Regions from separate parts of the Mus musculus genome. Here region 2 is linked to region 1. A link is a contact called in public HiCAR-type data. All regions are on one chromosome and are shown on one strand. The core of a region is the stretch at or near the end of the contact, and the rest is flanking DNA. Distances in the headings are between cores, read along the strand shown.

The links. HiCAR-type assays count read pairs that join an accessible place to other places.
Region 2: a HiCAR-type map of embryonic stem cells shows a contact between it and region 1, with 3 times the contacts expected there. The contact joins two enhancer-like sites. A contact is called at or near these places in 1 of 39 promoter capture datasets (the HPC-7 cell line), 4 of 484 Hi-C or Micro-C datasets (the Ba/F3 cell line, the HPC-7 cell line, pre-B cells and 1 more), 4 of 115 datasets of contacts at active chromatin or transcription factors (embryonic stem cells, extraembryonic endoderm stem cells and regulatory T cells) and 3 of 9 other capture datasets (adipose tissue, liver and pancreatic islet).

Annotation. Positions count from the first base shown.
Region 1 is chr12:4,555,055-4,562,168 of GRCm38.p6, reverse strand. The region is part of intron 1 of Gm46332 (a long non-coding RNA gene); the gene reads left to right. Among named protein-coding and RNA genes, the nearest start is that of Gm46332, 11 kb to the left of the region's middle. Within about 2 kb of position 3,353, at least 88 of the 459 cell types and tissues checked have an H3K27ac peak or open chromatin away from gene starts, as enhancers often do. A contact at or near this core is called in embryonic stem cells, where this site is marked.
Region 2 is chr12:4,716,217-4,723,330 of GRCm38.p6, reverse strand. Fam228a (family with sequence similarity 228, member A) reads left to right here. Exons shown (of 8, transcript NM_029107.3): 7 at 4,613-4,754. Among named protein-coding and RNA genes, the nearest start is that of Fam228a, 19 kb to the left of the region's middle. Within about 2 kb of position 3,245, at least 39 of the 459 cell types and tissues checked have an H3K27ac peak or open chromatin away from gene starts, as enhancers often do. A contact at or near this core is called in embryonic stem cells, where this site is marked.

The DNA of each region.
Region 1 (7,114 bases), core at 2,104-4,603:
TTCTTTTGAACATGAAACACAGAACAACATTCAAGCAACAGAGCAAAAACGCAGACATAAACTGACAGACATGGACAAATTGGTGCGCCAAGGACAGACAATCGACAGGGAAGAGAACTAGATGTCCCATCAAAGGGACCAGATATCCTACCTAAGGGACCCAGAAGTACTTCTCCAGTAGGAGCCAGAGAGGAGGCAGGATGTCTCCTGACCTCCTCCTGGCCCCAGGAAAACTCAAACAGCTTACGTTCATTTTCCTTCTCCTTCACCAAAGCATCCCTGAATAGTCAGGGAGGACTGCTTTTCTCAAACCCACTCTCTGTCATATATTTAGTGTAAACTGTTTCTAGTCAGGGCTCAAAGGCTAAAAGCATCTATGAGAATTATTTTTGCTTCTCTAGATTTTAGCATAACTCTAAACACATACACAAAAACACTTTACCATTACATTGCCCCATTCTTGTGGGGTCTATTCACTAATGGCCCAAATCTTCTTTTACTTTCCTTCGAGAGCACTTCTCCCATTGTCCTTCACTGTACCCTGCTTACTGGAGTCCCAAATTGGGTGCCATCTGAACAAGCCAGCTCAGTCAGTTAACAGGTTCTCCAGGGCAGGATCGAGGATTAAAAAGAAAAGAGATGATTAGACAACATTGTAGCATGACCTGAGTTCTGAGGCTGAGATGAGTTTAATTTTTTTCTAGTCCACTTTTATATGATTCTGGGTACATACAAAAAATATGGTCAGTTCTTAAGGCATAAACAAAGTAGTCAATGAACAAACAAAGAATAAATATAGTAGTCAAGGAACAAGCAGGGAAAAAAATCAAAGCAATAAAGTCCCATGGTCACTATGTTTAGAGGTGTATCAGGATGGTCTAGATACAAGAATACATTTCTCAGCTGTATTTGCCTTGAGCCTATTTCATTGTCCCAGCCCGGTATTCCACCAAATTCCTAAAACAGCTCTCCACAGATTTCCAAAGTGGCAGTACAAGGCTGTACTTCCACGAGCAATGGAGGAGTGTTCTCCTTGCTCCACAGCTCATCAGCATGAGCTGCCACCTGTGTATTGAATCTTAGCCATTCCAACAGGTGTAAAATGGAATCTCAAAGTCATTTGGATTTGCTTTCCTTGATGGCTAAGGATGTTGAACATTTCTTTAGGTTCTTCGCCATTTGCGATTCCTCTGTTGAGAACTCTGTTTAGCTCTGTATCCCATTTTTTAATTGAGTTATTTGGTTTGTTTATGTCTAGTTTCTAGAGTTCTTTATATATTTTGAACATCAGCCCTTTACCAGATATGGAGCTGGTGAAAATCTTTTCCCATTCTGCAGGCTGCCATTTCTCCTATTGGTGGTGTCCTTTGCCTTAACCTTACAGAAGCTTTTCAGTTCCATGAGGTTACATTTATTACACATGTGCATATATACAATGACATATATAATGTGTATACTTATAAATAAGATACATGAGAATAACCAGTGAACCAGCTGCAGGTACAAATGCTTTTAGATTAAAAAACTGTTACAAGGAGTCAGGTATGGTAGCAAACACATATAATACTGTGGTAGTTTGAATAGGTATGGCCCCCACAGACTCATGTGTTTGTATGCTTGGCCATAGGGAGTGGCACTATTAGGAGGCATGACCTTATCGAGTAGATGTGGCCTTGTTGGAGGAAGTGTGTCATTGTGGGGGCAGGTTTTGAGGTCTCATATGCTCAAGTTACACCCAGTGTGGCACATAGTCTCCTGCTGCTGCCTACAGATCAGGATGTAGAACTCTAGGCTCCTCCAGCACTGTCTTCCTGCATGCTGCCATGCTTCCTGCATGATGATAACACTAAGCTTCTGAAACTGTAAGCCAGCCCCAATTAATGTTTTCTTTATAAGAGTTGCTGTGCTCATGGGGTGTTTCTTTATAGCAGTGAAACCTAATCTAAGACAAATACCAACACTTCAGAGATGGAAGCTGGAGGGTCAGAGAGTTCAAGGCCATCATGGAATACATGGTATCCAAACCCTTCTAGGCTCCAGGCACCAACTATACAATAAATGATAAAATGAGAACTCACAGAGGAATTGAGCATGTCAGTGTTAAAAACTTGTATATGACAAACCCACGAGGTGTAACTCACTGGAGGAGGGCTCTTCTGGCATGTGTGAAGCCCTGGGTTCAGTCTCCAAAACTACAATGAAAAGATTATAACATCTGAGCCAATAACTCCCACAGTTAAATCATGCTTTTAAAATAAAATACTAAAACCACACTAACGAGGGTATTCTTCATATGTAACAAACCCAGAGGATTCTGCTAGAGACACAGTGAAGAAGGCCCGGCCACTGGCCTGATTCTGTGTGGCTCCCTCTCTGACCTGTTCTCTGAGTTACTCTCTTCCCCTGCTTTATCTTAAATCCTAGGATCACAGATCTGACAGAAATGGAAACCGCCTCCCAAGCAGCAGTGACTTCCGTGGCACTGGCCAGTCCCAGGCTAATAACCAACCAGACCACAGTCTCCCCAGGATTACTAGCTATATAAATCCTCGACTTTGGCGCTCCCTATATATAGCCACAGAGCTGTTGCTTACACCTCAAAGACAGATTTTAGGTCACTAGACTCTTTATTGTCGCTGGTACATCTACACTGAAAATAAACCCTATTCTGCTTTCAACACTGCAGGAACTGATTGACCAGGCCAAACTGTTGGGACCCCTACAACTGTGTCTTTACGGAGGACTCTCCTAACTGGCATGATAGATTTGAAGGAGGCCATCAAGGAAATAGTATCATAGACTTTTATTTTCCTTCAAATGAACTACCAAACTCTGACTTAAACAACATAGTATTAGTTTAGAGAACCAGAAAAAAAAGAAAAAATTCGGATTTGAGATTAACTTAATTCAGGGACTCTGGCTCTCTTTTCCTCCTTACAGTTGTCTTCATCTGTGTGTTCAATCAATCCCCGGCTGCAGCTAGGCCTCATCACTACACAGCATCGAGAAGGGAAACCAGCACTTCCTGAGGTGCTAACTCTTGCTCCCTCTCCCTCCGTTTATGTGTGTGTGTGTGTGTGTGTGTGTCTGTGTGTGCTCGCTCACTTGCGTACAGTGTGCATATAAGCACAGATCAAGGGCTCCCTCCATTTATGTGGTTCCCTTTGCTCTTTGCCATGAAGTGACGGTGCTTCTTCTGTAGTTTGTACCATTGTGTGTTAGCACAGGCCCAGAACAGCAGAGCCAATCAGCAAAGGACTGAAACCTCCAAAACTGAGACAAAGTAACCTTTCCTCTTTCCAAGTTTAGCACATTCCTGAATGCTGACTGGCACGCTCCCAGGAGAAAGGAATGCAACAAGGAGAAATGCTCAGCTACATTTAACCACAGCGGAATGATACACTAAGACATGTAGGGCTGGAGAGATGGCTCTGAGGTTAAGAGCACCGACTGCTCTTCCAGAAGTCCTGACTTCAATTCCTGGCAACCACATGGTGGTGGCTCACAACCATCTTTAATGGGATCTGGTGTCCTCTTCTGGTGTGTCTGAAGAAAGCAATGGTGTGCTCATATAAATAAAATAAATCTTTAAAAAGAAGAAGGAGGAGGAGGAAGGAGGAGGAGGAGGAAGAGGAGGAGGAAGAGGAGGAGAAGGAGAAGAAAAGAGACCTGATTGTAACTGGGTACAGGTGTCCGTAGTTGTATCTACTTGGAAGACTGGGGCTTGAGGCTAGTGAGTTCCAGGCCAGCTTGGGTGCCATAGTGAGACCCCCATCTCCCAAAAAAGTGAAAAAAGAGGTACAAGTTTACATTAAGCAAACTATCAATAATACTGAATTTTGTCAATTATGTGGAGAAATAAAAACTCTTAATGCCCTGCCAGTGGGAGTACTAAAATGAGACAATAACTGGAAAGACAGCATCCGCTAGCTAGTCAAGCAGAAGGTGATGTAACAACGCCACATCCTAGAGAAACTCTCAAAAGAACAAACCAATTCAGTGGGACTGTTTTACTTTGATTGTGCTGGGAATTGCCCCTAGGGCCTTTGCGAATGCTAAGTAAGCACTCTATCACTAAGCTATGTCCCCAGTGACAGTGGCACTAATTATAATAGCATAATATTAGAAGCAGCACCAGGGTCCAGCAGTAGTTGAATGATGGATTACAGCATAGAATGGAATACTATTTAACAGTGAAGCTACAACAGCACCAGCAAATCTCAGGAATATAATGTTGAATGAGAGGAGGCAAGTCACAGAGTACATATTATATTATTTCATCCAAATGAAATGTAAAGGATGTAAAACTATAAATATATAAGATGCTTAAGCCCTAAGAATTCAAAGATAACATAAAATTTAGAATAGTACTTATTTCTCTTCCAATTCCTATTTAGACATATTTACCTTATGTGTAGGCTGCCTGCATGTGTGTGCCTGACCACATCTGTGGCTGGTGCTCTGAGAGCTTGGAAGAAGGTTAGGGATCCCCTGGAAATGAGGTTACAGATGGTTGTGAGCCATCAAAGTGGATGCCAAGAACTTAACCCCACGCCTCCGCAAGGTCAGGAAGTGCTCTTATGACAAGGGCCGGCCTGGGCTTGGAGAGGGGTTCTGAAGTCAAACTGTGGGTCCCAAGCTAGTGGCCAATGCTCTGCTAGAGACAGCTTTCCAGCCTGCTTTCTCTCTGTTCTTTCTTTCTCTCTGCCCTCTCAGGAGATCTCCTGAAAGTTCTCCCTAGGTTCTCCTGGAGACAGTTCTCCAAGCAGTTCTTTTTCTTTTTTTCTTTATTTACATTTCAAATGTTATCCCCTTTCCTAGTTTCCCCTCCCTCTCTTGCTATTCTAAAAAATTCTCAGAATAGCTCCTCTCCTGGAGAACAGAAGCCCAGTCTTGTCTTTTGCACATCAATCCAGTCTTTCACTTGAGGCTTCCTTTTGATTATCCTGTGAATCTGCATCCTGCAGCCCTAAACCTCAATTCTTAGGAACTGCAAGCACACATTTCCTTTTAACATTGCAAAAGAATTCAGAGATCTTCTGCCTCTTATAAGCACAGATGCAGATGGTGGGACCACGCCCCGGAATTACCATTTCTACTACAACGCCTAACCTGGCTCCATCCCAAACTGATCCTGAACTCGGGAATCTGTCTGTCTTTTGTCAGCATAGATTAAAAAAACCTAGCCTGGCAGCGGTGGTGGCGCACGCCTTTAGTCCCAGCACTTGGAAGGCAGAGGCAGGCGGATTTCTGAGTTCGAGGCCAGCCTGGTCTACAGAGTGAGTTCCAGGACAGCCAGGGCTATACAGAGAAACCCAGTCTCAAAAAAACCAAACACCAAAACCAACCAACCAAACAAACAAACAAACCCACCTCTAGGCTGCGTGAGATCTCCTGTGACCACCAAGTCTCCTTGCCTCCTTCCTTAGTATCTTTCTGACAAGCTGGCTCTTAGTGCATCTGCCTCTGTCCCTTTAGATTCATGAAGCCCTTCATATAATTCATATTCATATCACATCCTTATTTTTTTACATAGTTGAGAGATTATATATATATATATATATATATATATATATATATATATATGTATTGAACATACGGTTTTAGAATTCTTTTCCACAGCCTTAAGGGCTGTCCTTGCAGGTCCTAGCCTTTACCATTCTGCTGAGACGTTAGCCACTCCTTCACCTCCCAGATTATCATGGAGTCATTAACATCAACAGGGAAGACATTCCTTAAAGGAGGAATGTAAAATGTGTACATTATATGCAAACAAGCCCTCTGCCCACAGCACCCATCAACACTCTTGGAGGCCCAGGCCTGCTTGCCCCATCGCAGGGGCAGGAGCCTAGTCATTCTGTCCCTACCAAGGCCCTGCCAGATTCGGCGCTCTTAACTGCTGAGCCTTCTCTGCAGACCATGGTAGTTATTTCTTTAAAAACATAAAAAAGAAAGAAAGAAAGAAAAGAATAGAACTATAGATACAGATCTCCCATTTATTTACCTTTTATTATTTACCCTTTGTTATATTTTATTTATATTAATATTTATTAAAAATAAACTAGGAGGGTATAGGGGACTTTCAGGATAGCATTTGAAATATAAATGAAGAAACTAATAAAAAATTGTTTTTGAAAAAATAAACTAAAATTTTATTTTTATATTGTTTTGTGTGTGCCACGTGTGCAAACACACCTCTAGAAGCAAGATATTGACACTTCACATATTTCTTAATTTCTTTTCCACTTTATTTTTTGAGACATGGTCTCTCACTGAACCAGGAGTTCAAGATTTGGCTATGCTTGCTTGTCAGCAAGCTCTGGGATTTTCTGACCCCTTAGTGCTAAGATTACAAGGTGTGTACTACTGTGCCTGAACTTTTTCAATTTTACATTCTCCCCACCCCCTTCCTGGTCTCCCCTCCCACAGTTCCTCATCCCATTCCTCCTCCCCCTTTGTCCCCCCCCCCCCCCGCCTCCCCCTTCCCTGGGGCCTCAAGTCTCGGAGGATTAAGCGCATCTTCTCCCACTGAGGCCACACATGGGCAGATCTCTGCTATATTTGTGCCAGGGGCCTTGAACCAGCCTGTGTGTGCTCCTGGTTGGCTGCTTAGTCTCTGGAAACTCCCTGGGTTGGTTGAGACTGCGGGTCTTCCTCTCAACTTGCGCTCCTTCAGCTTCTTCAATCCTTCCCCTAATTCATCCACAGGGGTCCCCGACTTCAGTCCAATGGTTGGGTGTAAATATCTGTATCTGTCTCAGTCAGCTGCTGGTAGGGCCTCTCAGAGGACAGCTATGCCAGGCTCCTGTCTGTCTGTAAGTACACCATAGCATCAGTAATAGTGTCAGGCCTTGGAGCCTCCCCTTGAGATGGATCCCAAGTTGGACTGGTTACTGGACCGCCTTTCCTTCAGTTTCTTCTCCATTTTTGTTTCCGAAGTTCTTTTAGACAGGAACAATTCTGGATCAGGAATTTTGATTGTGGGTTAGTAACCCTGTCCCTACACTTGAGCCCCGTCTATCTCCTGGAGGTGGACTCTTTGGACTTTTATGTGCACACCGTGGATCTGACCTCAGAAGCTCAAACATTTGCAGCAAGCATTCTGCCCACCGCG
Region 2 (7,114 bases), core at 1,996-4,495, 160 kb before region 1:
CCAATCCAAATTGGTTGGTCAGTCAACCTCCTTAGTGGTAAGGCTGTTGGTGTATTGGCAGCAGTGGCTCCTAGGGGTAGAGCTAAATTGTTTGGCTCTACTGTATCTTGTTTATGGACAGCCTGGACAATCTGTAACTGCCTTTGATAATGTTCCATAATTAATTTAATTTTTTTATTAGGATCTTGACCAGTTTTGTGGCCAAACACTGAATCTGAGGGGATATTAATTTGTGTTTTCCACTGCTGTAATAGTTCTTTTCCCCATATGTTAATGGCTATATCAGCCTTGTATGGCCTTAATTTTCCTACCTGACCTTCAGGTCCTGTACATCTAAGCCATCTGGTGCTTTGCTTTGTTTGGGATAAAATCCCAACTCCTTAAAATTGGATGTCTATGTCTTGAAGTGGCCAACTTGAAGGCCAAGATTTTAGAGAGATAATGGTCACATCTGTGTCAGTGTCAACCATTCCTTCAATGTCAATATTGTTTACTAGTATTCTTAGTTTTGGCCTCTGATCCTCTATAGAAGTTTGCCAAAATATTTGTTTTTGGCTTCCTTTTAAGTTTTTTTTGAGTTGTCTATAAGACTTGCCTCACCCTTGTTATCTAGTCTCAAAATGTATGTCTCTGAAGCAGTGATGTTTAATTGTTCTGAGGAAGAGAATTCTTTGTGCTGCTATTGGGGCCTGAAAGTAGCCCCCCTGGGAGGGTTTTTGGTTTTTTTTGGTAGGGTGTGTTGCCCCATTTGTCTGTTGTTGCTCTACATTCCCTTGCCAGATGTTGGCCTCTGCCACATCTCTGACATATTCCAGCAGGCATGGCCCCCTTTTGGGATGACTTTGTTTTCCCCGCAGTTATTTCTGAGGTTACCTCACCCACCACAATTAAAGCATTGGGAATCTTGGGTCATCTCTAGTTCTCTAGTGGCAGCTTCTCTTATTACTGTCATCCAGGCGAGCAAGGTCTAACATCAGCTGTATGTCTAATCTACTCATCTATTGATGCTGACTCTGCCCTCAGTGGTCTGATTACTTCCTTGCATTCAGCATTCACATTTTCAAAGGCTAAAGACTCGATTCTTGCCTTTCTTGCTGCTGAATCTGATAAACTCTTTTCCACAGCTGATGTTAGCCTTTGTGAAAAGTCAGGGAAGGTTTCTTGTGGACCTTGCATGACTTGAGTAAATGGTTCAAGTCTTTTCCCTGATTCTGCAACTTTGTCCCAGGCCTTTAAGGCTGACAACCGACACAATGCCAGAGTTTCTTCATCAGATACAGCCTGCACCTCAGCAAAGCAGCCTTCACCAAACAGCTGATCTTCGGAAATCTCTCTACTCCTGGATCTATTTCATGTTATCCTCCTCGCCTCTTCTCCCCACCATGCAAACGATTGTAAATGATGCAGGTTCTAGTATTGCTTTTGCAATATCCTTCCAGTCTTGGGGGATTACTCTATTTTTAATAGACCAAGAAGTCAGAATTTGTTTTACAAATGGAGAATGCATTCCAAAATTAGTGACACTTTCCTTAAATTTCCTCATCTAACACATCCACGAGTTGCCATTCGAATTCCTAATAACCCTGTGGATGATCATCATCTGGAAGTCTTGGTTGTATACTAACCGGATAAGCTAAAGTTTGTTTTCTAATAACCGTTTGTTGGTTTTCTCTAATTTTATCTTCTCTCTGAGAATTTTCCTTAACTGAGATTTTAAAATTCTCCCCTTAAGGTTTGTGTCCATGCTTCATATCTCTCTTTTTGCCGCTCCTCCCATTCTTTGAGTTCCTGTATTCTTTGCTCAAGGTTCTGCCTCCACATTTTAATTTTTTCTTTATTTTGTTATCCATTTTATTTTTGATTGATTAATTTTAAAAGGTTATTCTCCAAGTCTTGCTTCCAATTCTCATTATTTTCTCTCTGCTGCTCAGTCTGATCTGTGAGCTGTTGTCCTTTGTTCTAGCATCTTTTCTAGCTAGAACATTTTCATCTATCTGTCTCTTATTCTGATCTATAATTTCCTGTGTCTTCAACTCTAGTGTTTCCTCTAGGCCAGGTTGCCAAGTCTTAAATTTTTCTTTCTGTTGTTCATTTTGCTCTATAATTACCTGTATCTTCTGTTCTAGGCCCTCCTTCCACAATCTTAGCTTCTCTTTATGTTGTAATTCTGATATGGTGGCATCTGCCTTATGTTGATTTAGTAAATTATCCTCTAGACTTTGCTTCCAAATTTTATCTCTGTCTCCTTGCTGTTCAATTTGATGTGTGAATTGTTGAATCCTTTTTTCTAGTGTCTCTTCCAGCTCCTGTGGCCAACCTTTATTTTCTTCTTTCTGTTGCTTATCTTGACCTATAAAATCCAGAACCTTTAGTTCTAGTGTTCCCTGTAATCTTTTTATCTAGGTCCCTGTCCTTTGAGAAGACATAGTAGATCAAGAGGATAAATAGTTCAATAAATGACAAGGTGTCTATTTCCTTTAAATCCATCCCTGTCAAACCATTTAGAATATCATCCCTTAAAGCCCAAAAGGTATTTACTGTGTTTCTTATCTGTAACTATCGATGTATGATGCTTATTACCTCATCCAGAGCCCTTTGTACCTTTGTCTCCCTCTGTGTTCAATTCAGAGTCTGGCTGTCCATGTCCTTTGTAGATGCCGGGGATACGGGGAAGCAAACACAGAAAGGCTCTCTCAGGCGGGTGTAGATGCCCCAATCAGTTCACTGTGTCTGCCCAAGTCCAGTTCCAGGATGCAGTGCTGCCCCTGGTGGCAGCTGTCTACCTGGGGCTTGGGGAGAGAGCCTCTCTGCAGTTCTCTGTAGGCCCCTCAGACCCAGTCAGCTTTCAATCTACACACTGCTGCAGCCTAGATGGCTGCCCCAGCCTTGTATTAGGGGGGAGGGGGAGGGGCAGTGATCTTTTATCTCAGATTAGTTGAGTTCTAATCGACGCCATTTTGTTTCGGTAAATCTCCAACCTCAGTACTCCCAAGCAAGGAAAATGCAACTCAGTAGTATATTTATAAACTGCACATCCATATTGGGCAGATATGCCTCTACACCACTTTCCTTCCCATCTATGAAATCCCTGCTACTTGCAGTTTCTCCAGGCCATGCGCTTCTGCCCCATCTTCCTTCCAGCTCTCCCCTTCTGTCTTTGCAGACTCCTCAAACTCCTCCTCGGCTCTTCTTGTCTTGCCCGGGAAAACCCGCCTCCTCATTTTCTGCCCAGTGATTGGCTATTTTTCATCTTTCTCAGCCAATCAGATAATTAAGGGAAATTCCTCTACAGTACCGCCCCTCAACAAGCCGACCTAGAGAGTTGGGTGTTGTGGTAATTTCTTACCCTAATAAGCCCGTATAAAGAACATATAATCTAATTATTATATTTATAAGCTATACGTCTAGATCAGGCAGATCTATCACTATATTGATTTATTCCCCAGCTACGAGATCCCTCGTTTGTGTTTTGTCCAGGCCATGTGATTCTGTTCTATCTTCTTTCCTCCTCCTCTTCCTCTGTTCTCTGAGACTCCCTGTCCCACCTTTCCCCTCCACTGCCCGATCATAGGCCCTAGCCTTAATGTGACCGGTCAGAATGGGGGGAAGGGTCAGTGATGTCACCTGAGGGCATGATCTACTCCTGGGGCAGCTCCTCTTGAGGAAGTGGAATTAACATCAAATACAAACAGCAGCAGGGCAACCCACACCAGCAGGGCTGTGTCCTGTTTATCTTGATGTTTTCAGTGGCTAGAGGACAATGAACAAATTCTTATGAGATAGATAAGGGGGTGGGAAAGAGAAGGGTTATCTCCTCAGTAGGGATAGGCCGCGTCTCTCTGAGAGGACAAATCTTCTGGAGGGTGCCTCGTTTAACAAAGGAAAGAACTTGAGAGTGATTCACTAGACTAACCAGGAGCAGTGGATTGCAAAAAGCAGAATCTGTCTCAAGTGAAAAAGTGGAGAAGGCCCCTTATCTAATCATCGAGAAAGCCCAGCAGCTTGAGGACCGCGGCCCCTGTCCTCTCCTCCAGAGACCTTGCTTCTTACTGTCGCTTCTCCTTAACAAACGGCTTAGTTTCTGTTCTCTGCTTTGTGTATGTGCTGCCGGTGAATTGTGCATTCTCCCTAGCTTCCTGGTCTAAGGACCTACAGGCTGCCTGGTGGCATCTCTGTTCAAGCGTGGTCTCAGGATTGATGCGCCTCCTCAGCTGGAGAAAGGCGTGACTCACCTGTGGCACTTGACAGTTTGGAAGGATAAAGTTTGAAATCAAGTAGCTTCAATTGCTTTGGGCCTCTGATAGGGCAGCACAGTGCAGCAGGAGTTTCTGTAGGGTTAGACTGCTCAGGAAACAGGGAGAAAGGGGAAGGAAGAGAACAGAGTTCCACAGTCCCTTCACCCTCAGACTTCAGCAACTCTACTCTAACCTCATCCTTAAGGTCCACAGCATTCCCATGTGAACCGTTAGGGAACATTATCCTTAGCAGAGCAGATGGCCAGGCACCAGCGATGTCTAGCCAGACCTTTCTTTTCACAAAATGAATAGCATATTCATCGAATAACGTTTGAATGGTAGAATTGAGTTGAGATTTTCCCCCCCTCTTTTCTCAGTTCTGAAAAACCTGTCTTTACATTAAAGTCTCATCTGCCTAAGGAAGAGAAGACTGTCAGTCGAAGCCAGCTTGTTTTTGAAAGGCAGTTCAGAGCCTCAAGGCTCAGCCAGGATATCAAAGAGGCTGAAAAGAAGGGTCTGGTAAGCTGAGCTCTGGGAGTGGGGCTGGTTGGGCGAGGTTTGCAATACCCACTGTGCAGGGAGCACCAGTGCCAGTGTGGAGCCTGGCAGAGCCGTCCCTCACAGAAGAGACAGCAGACAAAGTGTGAAGTGAAAAGGTAGAGGTAGCAGGGAGCACTCACTGTGCTGTGAGATGGTGGGGAGCCGGGGAGCTCAGATCCTCTCTCTGAGCAGAGAAGAGACCCAGAAACGCAGCCTATGTGGGTCCCTGAGTCTCACAAGTGCAGATCTCTTTACAGGTGAGGGCCATGACGGCTGGCAGAGCTGGTTCACCAGTAACTTCAGCTCTCCTCCCTCCCCACCATTCGTCCTCTGACATTTTCCTACCGTTCCATACTCAGGACAGTGAAAACCAACCAAACAGTTTGTCCTCAGCCCCGCATGAGGGTGCACATGTGTGATCCTGGCAGGAGGATAAAAACTTCTAGACCAGCATCTGGAGAGACGAATTGGCTGTTCTTTTTGAGGACCCAGGCTGATTCCCAGCACCCGCACAGGGACTAACAACCTTCCAGTTCCAGGAGATCTGATGCCTTCTTCTGGCCTCTCTGCATACTGCATGTGTATAGTACACAGACACACATGCAGGCAAAACACCCATACATATAACATTTTTTAAAATGAAGAAGAATTTGAGCCAGCCTGGACACATAGCAAGACCCTATCTCAAAACACTACCGCCAGCAGCAACAAAAATTGTTCTTAATTCAATTATAATAGGAAATTTAAAAAATGAAGTGTATGAGAAGGGATGGAGGCACAGGGAGCTCCTACAGATTTTACAAAGGAATTTTTCTGCACAGATTTTGCATACAGGGCTAACAATTGCTCAGGCTCTTGGCTTCTTTCTCTCCCCTTCTCGTCCTCTGCTGCCTGCGGCTTAGAGCCCTCGGGACTGCAGCACAGAGCACACAGGCACCGCCCCTTCTGCAGGCACCGCCCCTTCTGCAGGCTGCTGCTTTCACCTCTGCCACGCACTGAGAGCCAGGGCGGTTCCTCTCTAGCTTGAAACTCAGAAATGGTTGCCTTAAGTTTCTTTATTCTTGAGAATTTCATACACATGTACAATGAAACATCACATCTACCCCATATTTCTCCCAACTCCCCCAAATCACTCTCAACACAGCCCCTTCTCAAATTCATGATATCTTATACTTCTCTTTTGATAACCCGCTAAGTGCAGTTAGTGCTGCCCACATGCATACGGTTGTGGGGCCATCCACAACATGTAGGGAACCTACCACTGTTAGCACATTAAAGCAAAGAAAAGGATTCTCTTCCTTGGCAGCTGTAAACTGACAATAGCTCCTCAGTAATGCAGGGGGGTCATGTGATCACCTCTACCCCACCATCTATGCCAGAATTCTTGCTGGATTGACTAAGTATTATAGCTGCTGAGAGTTCATTAAGGCAACATCCATGCTAAGTTCATAGTTCTCCTCTCCATTATCACACACACACACACACACACTATATATATATACACACACAGAGAGACACAGAGACAGAGACAGAGAGATGTAGCCCTGGCTGTCCTGGAACTCCCTATGTAGATGAGGCTGGCCTCAAACTCACGACGACTCACCTGTTTCTGCCTCTCTAGAGCTATGACACTTCTCCTGGCTCTTAGATTCTACCCCTTCTTCCTCAGTGTCCTCTGAGCCTTGGTGGTAGTTAATGGGGCATTGAGAATGGTGCCCTGTGTAGGGCTGAGCACACAAATCTCTGTTCTCAGCAGGTAATCAAATGTTTTGTGACCCAATTTATACTCAGTTGTGATAGTCTCAGTCTCTTTAGAAACAAATTTTTCCTTCAGGCAGATCTAATCTTGAGATATTGAGACAGGCAATTGTTAACTACAGAGCTCACACTCAACAACTGTGTTATCATGTTACACATAAGTAGCAGAAAAGACCTCCTAATGCTTAAGTCTTTCGTTTTTGTGTTGGGCCTTGCTCCTGTGATCCTCAATCATTGTGGTCCATGAGCTACAAGCTGGACAGGCCTGCTGGGATGGGAGTTCACTTTTACACAGCCTACTGTCTGTGTGTCCCCAACTCTCTTCACTCTCTCCTTTGCTGTGTAGAAGCACGTGTCTCGGGTCCTAATGTGGATTCTACTGTCATGGTGGAAGAGGCTCCATGATGCCACTGTAAGATTTGAAAAACGGGAAAGTGGTTTCTTTTTTCTTTTTTAATATGTTTTAAAAGATCTGTTTATGTTATGTATGGCTGCTCTATCTGCATGTACAGAAGAGGGCATCAGATCCCATTGCAGATGGTTGCTGGGAATTGAACTCAGGACCTCTGGAAGAGCACTCT